Linked DNA regions of Salmo salar: region 1 is linked to region 2. Evidence: chromatin contacts called from public Hi-C data. All regions are on one chromosome and are shown on one strand. Each heading gives the region's core, a stretch centred on a gene start, on an enhancer-like site or on the middle of the called end of the contact. The rest is flanking DNA. Distances are from core to core; before and after follow the strand shown. Region 1 holds the start of LOC106570700 (TLC domain-containing protein 4-B). Region 2 has its middle 27 kb from the start of LOC106578491.

Evidence for each region. Hi-C and Micro-C count contacts between places; a contact is called where the count stands out from the background.
Region 1: a Hi-C map of gill shows a contact between it and region 2, with 5 times the contacts expected there. The contact joins the promoter of LOC106570700 here to the enhancer-like site in region 2. A contact is called at or near these places in 2 of 3 Hi-C or Micro-C datasets (gill and muscle).

Annotation. Positions count from the first base shown.
Region 1 is chrssa19:13,888,195-13,893,994 of Ssal_v3.1, reverse strand. It overlaps LOC106570700 (TLC domain-containing protein 4-B), which reads right to left and starts at 2,119. Exons shown (of 7, transcript XM_045702113.1): 1 at 1,851-2,119. LOC106578493 (a long non-coding RNA gene) reads left to right here. Exons shown (of 3, transcript XR_001322465.2): 1 at 1-681; 2 at 3,700-3,816.
Region 2 is chrssa19:13,843,480-13,849,455 of Ssal_v3.1, reverse strand. No RefSeq gene overlaps it. Among protein-coding and RNA genes, the nearest start is that of LOC106578491, 27 kb to the left of the region's middle. Within about 2 kb of position 2,060, at least 3 of the 13 cell types and tissues checked have an H3K27ac peak or open chromatin away from gene starts, as enhancers often do. A contact at or near this core is called in gill, where this site is marked.

The sequences.
Region 1 (5,800 bases), core at 870-3,369, 44 kb before region 2:
TATTATTGAATATTGCAATGGACAAAGCTTTGTAAAACCAAAACGTACACAGCCTCTGCTCAACAAACTCAAACTCTAGAACGAATCGTTCCAGGGGCTGCATTTCGCGAACGACTGTTCTTATCACCAGAGAGGAAGAGGAAGAGAGAGGCCCAATTTGGCGGAAAATGGGTCTCCCGCCAGCAGGTGGCGTTTGTTCGTTGTTTCTCCCACCAAGCAAGGAGTTTTTGTATGGATGTCCAATGAGTGTCGAATTTGGCCAACAGAAATGAATGGCTTTTTTTGCTACGTGAGGTTTAATTGATCGAACATAAGTTTCGTAATACTTAAGTTGTTACAAGTGTATTGATATAAGTAGGACACATGACATCCCGGTAACTTTGGGGGGAAAAAACAGAAGAGGAAAGAGGCCACGTTTTAGAGACAAAATAAATAAATGCTGAAACTGATGTTGGACAAATTCGATATGTTAATAAAATTCACATTCGATATGTTAATAAACGAAAATCGTTAAGGCTGGATCATTGACATAAAGCTTATTTTACACTGCTCCAACGAAATGAGGTAGAATTCTCGCCTGCCACGCGGGAGGCCCGGGTTCGATTCCCGGCCAATGCGCCACATTGATGCTGTTAACCCGGATCACTGGTTGCTGGGGAAAAGGAGGAGGTCAAAAGGGGGGTGAGTGTAACTAATGTGAAATGGCTAGTTAGTTAGCGGTGGTGCGCGCTAATAGCGTTTCAATCGGTTGACGTCACCCGAGGTTACAGTAACAATTGTGGGATTATGCCATGTGTGATAACAGGTGACAAATTGTTCATAAGAAACTCGGTTTCCTACTATAGGCAGTTGGCTGCATAGTGATTGTAACTCCGATGCAGATGTGCACGCACCAACATTGTCTATTGGCATAATCATAGAATTACATAATTTGAGCCTGTTTCTTCCTATTCCAATAAATACGTGTTAAGCCTACCTGTTTGACAGACACAATTATGGCAGTTGTTGATTTCGGTATAGCCAAATAGTCCAATACTGTCGCATGCACTGATTAAATACATACGTGTCTGGGAAGGGTTTGGTTAAAACCATCGAGCCCTGGTTTTAACCAAACAAACCAAACCCTTCCCAGACACGGAGGTATTTAATCAGTGCATGCGACAGTATTGGACTAATTGGCTGTTAAAGAAAATGGCAAAAAGGATATCTACTGTTTGCTTTAAATAAATGAAACGTATCCAAATGATATCAAGCGTTCTATAACAATGCTTAACTCGGTGATGCCTTATGGTAGCAACAAGCTATGCCTGCGAAAGACGTGACTCCGATGCATATGGGGATATATTGATTCCTCTCTATGACATCCTGAAGCTGAGCTGCAGCCTATAATATTCGAAGAGATAAAAAAAATTGACTTTGCTATTCTGCCCCTATTAATTGAGCTTTTCTCTTCCTGAAAAGAGAAGATGTTTGTTTAAACCCAGGCCCTGGCTATTCATGAAACGAGGCTAGTAGCAAAGCATCTCTCTCCATTGAATACAGGTGGTTAACGTCAACAACCTTCATCGAATATTCAAAAAAGGGTTTCAACAATGAGATATATGCACCAATATAAAGAAAGTATAGACGGGAGCTAGACAGCCCACCGTACCGCTTTGTGTACAACGACTCCCATTGTTAGGGCGGAGACAGGTATCTTGTCAGTATCTCCATAATCTTTGTTATCACCTTGCCTGGTTACCCAGACTCCTTGTTCCGATAAAACGCTACGCCACGCCCACGGACGTTTCTTCTCTGCAATGTGAGAAGTATTTGGCGAAGGAGAGAGCAGCGGAAGAATTGAGTCTTACCTACTTATCACCCTCACCGCAGTCAAGCAATGCATTCCGCCAAGAGTCGTTCACAGTCTTGTCCGGTTCCAGCCACAACTAGACCTCGTTTCAAATGTATCAAGAAATTATCTTATTTGTATGTCTAAAACATGAACATCGTTTAAAGCATACGTTTACAAGTCTCCGTCACAAATTACAGGTTCATTAACCCCTGTGGTGAACGAGAGGCTGGTAGAATCATGACTCTTTCGAGTTTGTATTCTATCGTTCGCCGGTAGGGGGTCCTGCATGCTCTGGGCATTATTGACTCAAATGAACGAAATGAGTCGAAAGATTCTTTATTTTGACTGAACGAGTCGAAAAGATTCGAGTCAGTAAAAAGAGCCGACCTTCCCAATGCGCTTTATCCTATGGGTATCGAATTACAGCTACAGTAGAGATTCACACAGTCACACGATAGGTCCCCCACAATTTATTCCTTTTTTTGTCCACATATGGCGCATGTGCAGAACTTTTATTTTCACACGAGGTTCAAGCAGAGAGAAAGTGGGTCTACAAAAGACCCGTGTTTGGAAAGTTTCTTTAATAAGATGCGTTTTCTCAAAACTTTGATTGAAGTATGAAGCCTTTATTTTTACAATAGCTTACCTAACAAAGTTGTTCATTGCTGTGATCTTTGTAAATCCAGTTCTATTCACTCATCTATGTTGTTAAATCTCATTGACATGAAATTGTTGTTTGAGCTGACCCTAAAGGTGCTATTCTTCTTTTAGGATAATATAACAATTCTCCAAGTGCAACTGTTGAGGATTTTGTAGCCTCAATACAACTGGAAGGAATCGACATTTTAAACTGTAAATGTCATAAAGTGCATATAAGACCACTGTGTCAAGATGTTACTATTCCCTCTGCTAAAATGTACTGGAATGCAGCCCTAGGACAAGTGAACTGGAATAAAGTCTTGTTGTTGGCTGGCAAATATTGCATATCTAATAAGGTGAAAGAAGTATCATACAAATTCATTCACAGAATCTACTCATTCATAAAATCTTCTATGAATCTACATTCATAGAATTATACATAGATTTAAAATAGCTATTGATAACAAATGTGTATTTTGTGGTTGTGACCTAGAAACTCTTGACCATTTATTTTGGGACTGTTCTTATGTCAGAAGATTTTGGAGTGGGTTAGAAGATTTTATTTTAAAAGAAACGACTATTAATGTTAATCTGAGACTCTGATATTATGTTTTATTTTGAACCAAATGATATGGACCCTGATTTAACTTTCATTGTTAATTTGTTTATCTTTCATGGAAGATTCTTTATCCATAAAATTAAGTGGGCAGAGAACAAACCCCTTTTCACATTATTTAAGATAGAATTTAAATATTATTTTTGAAATGATCAGTAAATGTAAAAACAAAAAAGCAATATGCAACATAAAACTTTTTGACAAATTGAAAATGTACTCGATATGTAATACCCCTGACAGGTTTATGTACTCTTGTTTATATATTTTTGTATTTGTTGTGTTCATAATAAAAAAAGTAATTAAAAAAAGGTTGAAAACCAATGAAACAAAAAAGAAACAAAAAAGTATACCAATAAAAAATAATAAATAATTAGATCTCATTGACATGAGATCTCAGTGCAATTCCCATTCTCACCAGCGGATGGAGACGACCCCTTCTTTATTCGGTGTAAAGATTTCCCAGCAATACTTACCATAGAGAGGCTGTATCTTTAGCTCTGTGTATTCAGCATTGCTTGTGGTACCTGTCCCTGCTGTAACTTGTATCATTTTAGCTTACTTTGTCCTATCAATTGAGCCTACTCATTTCATCACTTCCCTCCCCCATCAGTTTACCATCCAGAGGATCCCTCGTAGCCTTGAGGTCTGTCAGTCCTGGAGTTCCTCTGTGGTCACCACTCTGAACGCCCTGGTGTATTCCTTCTCTCTTCGATTCAGGCCAGACATGGTAGGTTGAATCATAATATAATATATCATATAGCCTAATCAGGTCTGACATAGTACTCTAGGTATTCACTCTCAGATCAGACATGGAAGTTTTATTCATAATAGAATATAATCGCGCCAGATCTGGGACCAGGTTGTAGTACCATTTTCCCAACTTGTAATTTTCAGATTCCTTTGCTACCACATCACTATCAACATTTGTCTGCCAGCATTAATCTACAATGTTAAACATTTTATTGGCTTTCAGTCCTCTCTCCAGTCAAAAGTCCCTCCCAGTTGGTGTGTAAAATCTCTTCCTGTACTGTAAGATTAATTACATATTCATGATTCATGGGCCTTTCAGTGGTCTAGGTCAATTTCTTAGAGGAAACCAGTTCACTCAACTCAGACTCATTCTCAGATTGAGGGAGGGAGAGAAAGAGACAGAAAGGGGAAGAGGGAGTGACAGAGAAGAGAGAGAGGAGAAGAGGAAGGGAAAAATAGATAGAGTTGGGTGGGAGGTTTTTACAGGACTGAACAGAAAAACCGGGACCTCCAACTTTCTCTCTCCTCCCTCTCTACCCCTCCTCCATTCCTCTCTTCTACCGTCTCCTCTCCCCCTCTGTGTGTTGTGTAATGGTGGGGGCTGGGTGCCGGACAGAGGGAGAAGGGCCTTGTTCACAGGATGTGGCAGGACCTGACTGGTTCCTCACAGCCAGCTGACTGTAGCCTAACTGCAGCTCTGCTCTGGACAACAGGGATGAATGGTGGGAGAGAGGGAGGAAGGGAAAAAAGGGGTGTGGTGCAGAGCGTGAGTTTATTACCCTCATACTGTAGGGATGTACAGTACATACAAAGTTTTACGACTCTGTTCAACACTCTCCCTCTCTCCTTCCAGCATATAGTGTTTGTGTCAGCACTAACAGGATCCATTCTTGAGAATAACTAAAATGCTGAAAACATGAGCATGTCTGTGTGGGAGTGGTGGCAGGAAGCAGGGGGGTTTCACAGTGGAGGCAGGAGACATTCTGGGGAGGAATCACAGTGAAGTGTGGGGTCAGGCCAGGGTGCTGGGCAGGTGGGAAGAGAGGGGGAGTGGGGGTCTCTGTAAGGAGAGGGGAAGGTTGTTAAGCATGTGTTAGCCATAAAAGGGCATTTTTCTGAGATCACACTCCTACACACACCCCATCACCCCCCCTGTTTCCTTCCCCAGATGTGTCAGCACAATCCAATAAGATGACAGCTTCTTCACAGTGAGAGGTTTGAAGTGTGCTCAAAGGGGTGTATTAATACTTTTATTTTGCTAGAATAAACTTGGTTACATAATGCATTCCAGAATAAATTTGGGCTGTATTTTGATGTAAGTAGTGTTTTCCCAAGGCCGGTTTCAGACAAGGAAATGTATTCTTATTTGGAAGCAGTTCTTATAGAGGCCAGGTTTACACCTTTCTTACAATCAGGTGTCTTATTGAATTCCCCATATGACAATGACCTCACCTGGTCTAAAGGTGAAATGACATACCAACAAACCATGGCTCAGTCTGTAGTAACACTCGGATAGGTGGCTAATGTTAATCCTAATCACGTATAGCAGTGACAGATAGCCTAGGTCCTACCTCTCAACAGACTAGGTCATATGTCAATTAGATCCTCTCGACACACTCAACTTTTCCATGACTGGAAAACAATTGGGAGAACCAAGAATAGTGGAAGACTATATATTTTATATAGTGCAATGGCTAGTGCAATGGCTTTGATTGAAGGTCAAACATTGAACCAAACCAAATGACCATGACCAAGGATCCACCTTCCCAGTACTTGGCATTCCTGTGTGAGCTGTTAGGTACAGTAGCTTCTGCTAAGGCTAAGCTAAAGCCAGCCTTAGCTTTTCTACATTTGATTTCCCCCTGAATGTTCACTCCACTCCACTCCACTCCACTCCACTCCGCTCCAGTGCTGGAACACCATATGGTTCATCTTAACCATATTAGGAAATACTGTAAGGT
Region 2 (5,976 bases), core at 811-3,310:
GTCAGTAAGAGTGACTTCTCTGCAGTGCTAGAACCATCCATTTTGCCATTTGGATGAGGCCACCACAGGACTGATTGAGTCTGGGCCAGGTAAAAAGCCATCAATATCCAAATCATGTCCAAAATACTGCACCAGGAACCCTATGCAGTATGCAGTCCCCACTCCCTCCCTTAAGTCTCTTGCCTGCGTTTTCCTTCGACACTTTTCCACAGACTGCGTTCTGTTCTGTTCCCTGCAAAACAGTTCCTTTCAAATGTATTTTGTTGGACATGTATTTGGCCACAGTGCCCCAGCAGCCCCAATGCCACCAGCTGATGAGTTCTGGTCAGAAGGTTCTGGTAGGTTAGGTTGCATAATCCTGAGCTCTCTCACACATGCATGCACACACACACTCGCACGCTCGCTCACACACAGATACACACATTTATGCAGGCATGCACACACGCACCAACATTCTGTCTCCCAACATTATGTCTCCCAACCTCCAGCTTACCAAATGCCAGAGCTGAAATTAATTTACAATTCATTTCTGTTGTTTGTCTATGAACCAGATGACACACACAACTTTGCAGAGCTGGAAATGATTCAAATGGTTGGTTATTATACGTTCCCTACTGCACTTAGTCTCAAAAACCCGACCCTGGGCAACAGTGACTATAAGGTCTCTTTTGGCAACTTTGATAAGGGGGAAAAATTGGGGTGGACCCTCTTCAGACAGACACCTCTCCCCAAAAATCATGCGGCACTGGGACAGACATGCCAGAACGTCGTGATTCAAAACCAAAGTTTGCAGGCAAAACCTTTACTGTAGGTTTTAGTGAAAGTAGGATGCAAACTAGCCACTTGTGAAATGCACTCATTAAAAATAACTCCATCTTGCTAGCTACTATTTTGTATTTTGTTCAAGGGGATAAAGTAGTGACGGAGGCAGTGACGTAGCTCCTCTATGCCAAAAGAGTCTACCATTGAAACCAGATCCTATAGTCATTGTTGCCTATGATCAGGTTTCGAGACTATAATGCACCTGGTCTTAATGAACGAGACATTTTTCTAACCGCAGAGGTTACCAGGTTATGAGGTAGCCTGGTATCCTTGACCTCAGAGGTGTCGCATGATGGAGCGTTACACCGTAGTGTGGGGCAAAGAAAACAAACACAGTGGTTAAAGAGCAGACTGTGTTTTGAAACTGACCTGGAGACAGCATTCCTGGCTCTAATCTAATAGAGAAACACAGCAAACAACAGCTCTGTAGCTGCTGCAGAGGCTACTACCACCAAGGAGAGAGCACCAAGGCAAGGACTCTCACTCAGTCACCCAGTCAGAGATCAGGATTGCTCGTGGGAAGGGCTTGGTTGGGTGATGATTAGACAATGGAAAACTTGTGAGGCCCTTCTGACTAGGACCTAAGGAGTCAGAGTCACTACCGTTGGGCAGCCAAACAGATGAGCTAGAGATTGAGTTAGTCACTTTATTGGTATTCTGAAGACTAACATCTCATCTCTGTCACTAATGTTATTAGCGTTAGCCGTCCTATGCTAGTGCATCATGTCATGTGTCTCTGGCTAGTAGTTGGGTTAAAAATAGATATCAATGGGAAAATGGTACTTTCTCTATCTCTCTTTCTTTCTCTTACAACCATAGTATCAGTGCCTGTGTATCCTGTACTGGTGGAACCATCTGGTGGAGTAGACATTGAAGTGCAAGTAATTGGAGAGCCTAGAATCAGATGGTACAAAGTTTCGTTTTCGCAAGCTTTCAGAACTCCACTATAACCGTGTGAATATACAGACCATTCCATTCTTATTTAATAACCTCTATTCCATGTTGTCTGTGCACAGTATTAGATTCCACATCAAATGTAAACATAATCAGGTTCACACTTTGTGTGATGTTAGTGACCTTAGGATATGTGGGAAATGATACATAGATACATTATTATTAGAACTACTAAAGTCTGACATACGTATTACTATTTGCCTTCCGCTGGCATCTGTAGTGCCAAAACTGTAGAAACTACCAACAAACGATACTCCTTGAAGAGTACGCTCGGGTTGGGGTGTTGGGTTTCAACATAGCCTGAAGGTAGGGAGGGGCTTTCCCGCTTGCTGTGGTGGAAGGGTGCAGCGCTAAAGTTGTTTCTCCAAGATGAGGCATGATCGTCAGAGCGCTTGTTCTTATGAAAATGGTTGGAAAGTCCGAACAGTTTGCGGTATTATGTAGTCGCTTGCGAAGAACGAGTCGGCTCTAAGAGCCGGCTCTTGAAGATGAACGTTGGGAGCTGGCTCGCATATCAGAAGAGCCGAATCTATTTATAAAAATAAATAAAAAATGAAGATATGACTAATAAAAAGATTTAAACGAATATAATTAACTAATTCAAAGAACGAAAAAATATAAAATAGTATAGGCCTAAATGCTCAAGCGCACACAGATTCGTTCTGACTGTCTGCTCAGACTAAGCCTCACCTGTTGTTCCTGTCAATCAGACACGTAGTGTCAACCAATGAACCAAAGATGCGTGAAGGAGGGCCGAGCCAACTCACTCACAGTCACACACTTAGCAGCCGAGGAGAGAGAGGAATTACAGCTGTGAATACAACAGCTGGAAAATGAGTCGGAAGCACAGTAGCATTTGGATGCATTTTAATAATATAGACAATGTTAGAGCACAGTGTAGAATTTGCCAAAACAAAATCTCATCTACACACAACCTACACTGGCATATGTTGAACTGTGCACCCAACTGTGTGTAAGGGATGCATCACTGGTGGCAGGGAAGTCAGACGCAGGAGAGCAGAACTAGGTAATAGCCGGAGCAGTTTAATTGTAAAACCAACGGCATAAAGAATAACAAAACCCGTCGCGCACCAGTAAACATGTGCACAAGCACTTACAACAAACAATTCCACACAAAGACATGGGGGGAACAGAGGGTTAAATACACAATACTTAATGAGGGAAATGAGAACCAGGTGTGTAGGAAAACAAGACAAAACAAATGGAAAATGAAAAGTGGATCGACGATGGCTAGAAAACCGGTGACGCCGAATGCCGCCCGAACAAGGAGAGGAACCGACTTCGGTGGAAGTTGTGACACTGTGAAGCTAGCTGTAGCGGAGCTTCGAGAAGCTAGCGGGCCTACTAGTGATAGTGGTGGAGCCAGCACGACCACACGTGGAGATGTATCCACTCAATCAAGTAGGCCTACTCCGCGACCCACAGCAACGCAGTCTTCTATGGACCAGTTTATGCCAATGTATATGTCTGTAGAAAAACAAGGCCAAATTGATATTGCATTGGCTAAAATGATTGCCACCGATTTCCAGCCATTTTCGATCGTGGAAGACAGAGGTTTTAGAAATCATATCAATAGTCTAAATCCAATGTACACAATTCCAAGCAGGAAAACCCTTTCAAAATCACGTATTCCACAACTTTACGAAAGCACACAGGCTTCAGTGCGGGAAAGAGTCCAAAAAGCTACTGCAGTTTGCCTTACCACTGACTGCTGGACATCAAGGGTAACCACTTCTTACATGTCGGTTACATGTCACTTCATCGAAGATTTTTCGATGTCTAGCTGTATTCTGGACTGCTTTGAGTTCAGCGACAGACACACCTCAGAGAACTTGGCAGAGGAACTGTTGTGAGTGGCCAGAGAATGACAAGTAGATGGAAAAGTGGTATGTTGTGTTAGCGACAATGTAGCTAACATAACCAAGGTCATGAAAAATGTTTAAATGGACCCATTATCCATTTCTTGCCCACACAATCAACCTGATTTTAAGAGATGCTCTGAAGGTGATGAAGCCCACTGTGGACAAAGTGAAAGCAGCTGTGAAATACTTCCACAGGAGCACAGTAGGTGCTGAAAAACTAGTCTACACAACGCCAGATGGGGATGCCTGAGCTGAGGCCTAAACAAGACTGGAATTCAAGGTGGAATTCAACATTTTATATGTTGAAGTGGTTTCTTGAGTCAAAGGATGCCATCATCTCTACCCTGGCCATTGTCAATGCACCTGTTGATGCTCTGACCCAAGAGGAATGGGAGATGGTGGAGGAGGTGTGCATAGTCCTGGAACCCTTTGAGCAGGTGGAGAGAGGTACAGGAAACAGTTATTACAACATCATTATTTAATCCAGTATTATATATGTATATGAGTAGTAGATGAGAATGTAGTATCAGTAGGCAAAACATGAACCTGAATTAATAAGTTACTGTTCTCTCTTTTCAGTTGTGACAGCCTCAAAAATGATACTCTTGTGTAAAGGTCTGCAGCGAATCCCAGCCAGCTGCCAGAGAGAAGCAAATGTAACCTAAGGACATGTGACAGAGTTGATGGACACGCTATGTTCATCAATGGACAGAAAGTTCCACAGAATGGAATATAATCACGTGCTATCAGAAACCGCTGCACCTGACCCCAGGTTTAAGAAGTTAGCCTTCAGTGATGCCAGAGCGAATGATCTTCAAAGAATAACCTCAGCAGCAGGGAGGGACAGCCCCAGCAGTCAGCTGGCTCAGGCACCAGGGCAACAGAAAGAAGAGGGATCAGATGGAGCAGAAGCACCAGCAATAGTGCCACAAACGTCTGCTGTTTGGATGCTGTTTGATGAGAGAGCAACAGGGGATGCCGCACAAAGGAATCCCTCAGCAGATGCCATAATGGAGGTCCGATACAATTTGGAGGAGCTGAGAGAAGAATGCAAATCTCTCATAAAAACTAAATATGGTCAGCATTGCTGTGTGCTGATGGTTATAACATTGCAATAAAGAAGAGAGAGAAAAGAGGGACCAGTTTAATGTTTTAAGTGGGATGCTGCAGTTTTGCACATTGTTATTTATTTTTCTTTGATATGGTGCAATATCCTATAATTATGTTGTTCAGATTGTTCGTTTTGAATTGTTACTTTTATATGCACTTTGTTTATATACATTAAACAATTTCTACTTTAAATGCACGTGTAATACCATCCTTCTTTTTTACATTTATTTCAATTTGTGGGATGCTGCAGTTTTGCAAATTGTTATTTATTTTTCTTTGATATGGTGCAATATTCTATTATGCTGTTCAGATTGTATTCATTTTGAATGGTTAGATTTATATGCACTTTGTTGACATACATTAAAAAGTTATACTTTAAATGCAAATGTTTAATAGCATTCCTTTTCATAACAAAGCAATGCATTTTTAAATACATTGTGGTTAACGTAGAGTATGATTTCATTTAATAATTTAATTATAATTGTTTTAACACCAATCATAGTCAAACTATCGCAAACTGTTACAATACAGTTTTGCAATACAAATACAAAACATATATTTTTTAAAGAGCTGTTTGGGTGCCAAACGAGCCGGCTCACTGAAAAGAGACGGAATTCCCATCACTAGTATTATGACCCCGATTCGAAAATCTTACATGGTCACGAACACGCATGTGTTCTCTGTTCTCTTTTGTTTGAGACGTGAATGCAACATATCAATTATTCATTTGTAGCCAAACTGGATATTGAATTGCAAAAATCGCTGAAGTTGGAGACTTATATCTCCCTCACTAACTTTAAGCATCAGCTATCTGAGCAGCTTACCGATCGTTGCAGCTTTACACAGCCTATCTGTAAATAGCCCATCCAACTACCTACCTCCTCCCCATATTGTTTCATTTACTTTTTTGCTCTTTTGCACACCAGTATTTCTACTTGCACATCTATCATTCCAGTTTTATTTTGCTAAATTGTAATTACTTTGCTACAATGGATTATTTATTGCCATACCTCCTTACTCAATTTGCACACATTGTATACAGATTTTTCTATTGTGTTATTGACTGTACTTTTGTTTATCCCACGTTTAACTCTGTTGTTTTTTTGTCGAACTGCTTAGCTTTATCTTGGCCAGGTCGCAGTTTTAAATGAGAACTTGTTCTCAAATGGCCTACCTGGTGAAATAAAAAAAGGAGGCTGAAGAAATT